Regions from separate parts of the Arachis hypogaea genome. Here region 1 is linked to region 2. A link is a contact called in public Hi-C data. All regions are on one chromosome and are shown on one strand. The core of a region is the stretch at or near the end of the contact, and the rest is flanking DNA. Distances in the headings are between cores, read along the strand shown. Region 1 holds the start of LOC112765560 (cytochrome P450 714C2). Region 2 holds the start of LOC112767138.

Region 1 (2,700 bases), core at 158-2,657, 530 kb after region 2:
TAATTTTATTATATTTGATTCAACTCTATTTATATCTTAATTAAACTTTAAACCTTTGAACATTTGATTTTACTTGTTTAATTATTGGTTCAATTTTCATAATCTTGGTAAAAATAATTAATTTTTGCATCTATTATATGAATATGATTATCAAATAAACTATTTCTTACCTCATTCCTGGAATCCATGTAGCCATAGCATTCTTGGACATGACCTCTTGGAGAGCTCCAAGTTTTGAGAAAATTTCTTCTCCCTTGGAAAAATTGCTACCAAAGCATGCTCTTGAAATAACATCCCCAGAAAATTTTCTAAAGTACTTATCAACTTTTATATTTGCACTTCCACCCTTTGCCTCTATTCTATTACTCCATGAGTTTACCAAAGAAATAGCAGACTCCCCGATTATAGTCATCATTCCCTTTGGAGAACATTTGAAAACATATTGCAAGCTAAGAGGCCAAATTAATTAATAAAAATATGTACCAACACAAATCAAACTTAAAAACTTAGGCTAAGTTTCGTTTGCGTTTTCATTTTCAATATTCTTTCTTTAGAATTTTGTGGAGGAAAAAAGAAAAAATAGTAAAAATAATAAAATTATATTTTTATTTTTATATTTTATTTTCACTTATTTTTCTCGTAAAATTTTAAAAATAAAAACGCAAACTAAACACGCTGTAGAGATGGAGATCAATTCGTGGTTTATTAATATACCTTAACCTTTTCCATGTATAGCTCTGGAGCTAGGATCTTTCTTTGGTTTGCCCATATGGTTCCATTTGATGTTATGATTCCCTTTCCAAGCAATGGTCCTAACTCTCTCCTCTGATATGAAGGCTTTCCCAAGTCCAAGGATGTACATGTAATAATGTCTCTTATTATCTCAGGTTTGTCCACAAACAATATTTGTGTGTTCCCAAGAGAAAACATGAACAATTTACCTGTTTTCTCAAATAATTTAGCTAGTGTTTAATTTAGAAGCTGTTCTATGACATAATAGAGGCAAGGACCCAGAAACTAAAAACAGAGATGAAAACATAAATAATAAGAGGAAATAAATAATAATTCAAATAATATAAATTGAGGTATAGTAGTGTGTAGTACCATATTTTTGCCTCCATTTCTCAATGAAAGGGAAGTTAAGTGAAGCACAATCATGGACATCAATGGGTTCTAGAGAATGAGATTTTGGAGTAGTTGTAAGCTGCTTGGCCTTCTTTATTTCCCTAATATTTCCAAGTATAAAAGTTGTAGGTGGACCATTTATACCTTGCCTAATTAACTTAGATCTAAGTCTCTTTGGCTTCCCAACTAGGGTATTGTACAAAACTAACAAGAGAAACAACACAAAAGAGCCTACCGATAATACAATACATGTGAAAATCTCGGAATCAAATAAGAGCTGCATGGTTAAAGGATTTGTAGTATGAAAATCTAACTTACTATCTTATTTCTAAGGTCATTTTCCCACGAGAGAAGTGAATTTCTTCTTTAAATGGCTCACTAAGGATGGATATGTTACTGGTAGGGGAAAAAGAATTAAAATAATAATAATAATAATAATTTTATAAGGTACTAAACTCACACAACTTGCATGAATTGCATGAACGGTAAAGAGTAAACTATTAAAATGGTGCCAAAAGTTTATATGGTTGACAAAAAGAACCACAAAAAATGCTTATATTCAAAATAATGATTTTAGAGATCAAATTTTGATACAAGTTTTTGCAATCATTATTAAAAAAATAAAATATTTTTATCCTCAAAATTTGATATTTTTTTGTTAAATGATTTTAAAAAAAAAAAATATTGTAAATGATCATATTGTTTTAAAAAATGAAAAGAAAAATCTAGAGATCAAATTTTGTTCTGATTTTTTTATAGACCTTTTAAATATTTATTTAAATATTACCACAAAAATTTAGATCAATTAAATAAGTAGTTTACTAAATATGAAAGTTTTTTTTTGTTATTTACAAAAAGTATAATATTTACTGGTTCTTTTTATCATATTTTCAAATCATTATCGATAATATTTTTTAAGAACTTTTTGTCTGCGGCTGAATTTTTTAAATACTGAATTGATAGTTAATTCAATAATAAAAATAAGCAAATATTTTAGGTATTAGAGTAATGAAATAGACTAACACAATTAAAATTTTAAGATGAGAAAAAGAATAGAACTAAACACAATAATTTTATCTTTAAACAATTTTAAGAATATTATGACTAAGTAACAAATTTACCAGCTCTCAATTTCAAAAAAAAAAAGAAATTATAACACCCTTTTGTTGCACTCTTTTACTCTCTCCGACAATGCACGTTACACATTCACTTGCTTTTGTAGTTGTTGCACCTTCACTTACACACACACATTAGTTAATTGTTCACTCACTTGTTACACACCCAACAATATATTCACATCATGCCATAATTTTTCAGTTTGTAAGGTTTATGATCAACTCAGTAAATTAAATGAGATGGGCCTTTTATTCTTTTATTTTAAGTTTTAAAAATATTTTGATAAAAAAGATTATTTTTAAGACAAAAACTTTAAATAAATAATATTTTTTTTAGTTGTTAGATTGAATTTTCAGAGTCGGATTACCAAAGCTAGTGGTAGTAGATAATTGTATAATAAATCAAAGATAAAAATATAAAATTATAAATTCAAATAAAATAAATTCTTGTTAAATTGTA
Region 2 (2,700 bases), core at 128-2,627:
ATGTTAATAATGACTACTGCATATGAATGCAGTATGGAATTCCGTTCTCTTCTGAAGCTTGTTTCACTAGTTTAGAAACACCCCCCCCCCCCCCCCCTTCTCTTTTTTTTTCCCTCTCTTTTTTTAGGGTATGTCACACTAAAGAAACTAAGAAGCAGAGCTGACCACTCTTTAAATGAGATAGGTTAGATAAACAAATTATTTTTGTAATTAAATCTAATTAAGTTTTTTTCTTTTTTTTATGTCTCTTTCTTTAACTAGAACTTTTTTGTTATCAATCCTTAAGGTATTGGACTAACTTGATTAAATTTGGTTATTAAAATGATTTGACATATAATAATAATAATAATAGTTGTTTTATTTTATCAAAATTTATTGAAATTTTTAAAACAAGTTTTTCTAAGAAAATATAAGTTACCCATTAACAAAATAGGGAACGATGTTATTTTTTTACATAATTACCAATAAAATTTTTATTAATCTACTTTTTTTTTATTTATGTTAGAGTTTAAAATAATTAACATATAATATAAATAATATGAGATTAATTAAAATAATAATTTTAATTAAAATAATATTTTTTATCTCACAATCAATTGACTTGAATTTAAATTTAAAAAATTTACAGGAAAATCAAATAAGAGAGATTAAAATATGAGAAATGGACCAAATCAATATATATATATATATATATATATATATATATATATATATATATATATATATATATATATATATATATATATATATGTATGTGGTAGATTTTAGTATGATTATATTATAGTGACTATGATGATTATGTCAGTGTTATTAAAATTAAAGTAATATTTTTTTATATTTTAATAATACTTTTTTAAACAATATCTTTTAAAAAATATTATTTAATAATAAAAAAATATTATTTTAATTTAATAATAGTCCTAATAAAATGACCACTTACATATAAGGCTAGCTCTTTAAAATAAGAGGAGAAAAATTAATTAAAGTTACCTAAAAGTCTAAAACATAGACTTTTGGTGGGTTCAAATGCCAAATATAGGTATAAGTATCGTCTTTGTAACGTACAAGTTTTGGGGTAATAATAAAGTCATATAAAGAATTCTAGAAGCAGTACACGTAGAAACTTCGAAGCAATTTTGTGATATTTTTATCCACCATATACAAAACCAAGTCATTCTGATAATTTAATTTAATTTAATTTAATTAATTTATTAATTTAAAAATTAAGAATAAAAAATTTTAATAAAAAAAAAAAGAAAAAAACAAGTTTAAAAAAAAGTAAATAGACTTGGTTAAAAAGATATCTTGTTCGCTTTAACATTTTTTTTTTATCATTTATCATTAGAAAAGTAAGATTGAGATGGTGACTTGCAGAACAGGCTAGTTAACTACAGACACAAGACACAACTGAGTGAACATGAGATTCTGCATCTTGGTTTTTCTCCTCAACATGTTTTCTGCTTTCAACTGCTTCTTCACCACCACTCCTCCTCCTTCTCTCTGCACTTGGTGTTTCTGTGATTGAAGAACAAAGAGTCTTTCTTTGCAGTGCTTCTTGGTATGAAAAAATATAATCCGTGCTCACTTTTTGTTGTATGACTTGTATTCTGTCTTTACATGTGAAGATGCCCTTTTTCCCTTTTCGAGTTTTGACCATTTTCTACTCCTTTTCATGGTTTTTTTTCTTGTTCATGGCTATGTTCAGATTACTATACTACTTAATCAATATATATATATATATATATATAACCAACTTGGATTGTTGAATGATTAGCTTACTTGTCCGCTTAAGTAAGTATTGAAGTTTGAATCCCACTTTTGTGTAGGCAGCATCAAACTAAAGTTTTTATTTGCGAAGGATCAGTACCATTGAAAAGTATATGAGTAGTTTCTAATTTAATTTCCAAGAAATTTTGTCATCTGGGTCATGCTTTATGTGTTGCCATAAACGTTAGTGCTAACCATGGTTGTCAAAGTCACAGAAGACGGGCTTCAAGAGTTGACAGAATATATATACACACGTGTGTATGACTAAAGAAGCAAAAGAATTGCTAGCTTCTTTACTACGGAATATGGAAGAATCAATTGAATTTTTATATGTAGTTCTTTTTGTTGAAAAAGGAAAGTCCACTTGCATTATTCAAATGAAGGATTTTCTAGCTTTCATATACATTGTGCTGAGACAACTGTGAACCATGTGCTTATTGTGTCTTTGATGCAGTTTGTTTTCTCATATGAGCAAATTTCAACAAGGGGGGAGCTTAATGAAATTCACTTCTTATTTTGGTTCTGTTTTCTCTTATGATCATGATATTGTTGCTAGTCCCAGCAAAGAAATCATGTGTCTGGCGTCTGTTTTCGCCGGCATCATCTTATGTCTTCTTGTAAGTACACCGAGCCGACATAGGACAAATTCGTCCTTTGAAATTTGAAAATTATTATTTATCTCTCAAACGACGCCATAGTGTCCTATCATAAACAATATTTGCATATCTAAGGACATAACTTTTAGAAATTCTTGTAAGAAATTCTGAAGCTTGATCCTTTCTCTTGGTTCTTGAAGGTGTATAGATCAAGTGCTGTTTTGAGTTCTCTATTGTTCAATAAGGCATATGGCAAATTGAGCACTATACAGAAAATCGAATGGAATAACAGGTGAAATGCCTTGCTCATAATTATTATTCGTGTTTGAAATTATAA

What was found. Hi-C and Micro-C count contacts between places; a contact is called where the count stands out from the background.
Region 1: a Hi-C map of leaf shows a contact between it and region 2, with 4 times the contacts expected there. The contact joins the promoter of LOC112765560 here to the promoter of LOC112767138 in region 2. A contact is called at or near these places in 3 of 8 Hi-C or Micro-C datasets (leaf and an unstated tissue).

Annotation. Positions count from the first base shown.
Region 1 is chr17:19,810,099-19,812,798 of arahy.Tifrunner.gnm2.J5K5, forward strand. It overlaps LOC112765560 (cytochrome P450 714C2), which reads right to left and starts at 1,408. Exons shown (of 5, transcript XM_025811456.2): 1 at 1,105-1,408; 2 at 715-941; 3 at 171-418. The coding sequence starts at 1,408.
Region 2 is chr17:19,277,309-19,280,008 of arahy.Tifrunner.gnm2.J5K5, forward strand. It overlaps LOC112767138, which reads left to right and starts at 1,378. Exons shown (of 9, transcript XM_025813018.3): 1 at 1,378-1,558; 2 at 2,222-2,384; 3 at 2,564-2,655. The coding sequence starts at 2,235. It overlaps LOC112764881 (CBS domain-containing protein CBSX3, mitochondrial), which reads left to right. Exons shown (of 6, transcript XM_025810692.2): 6 at 1-56.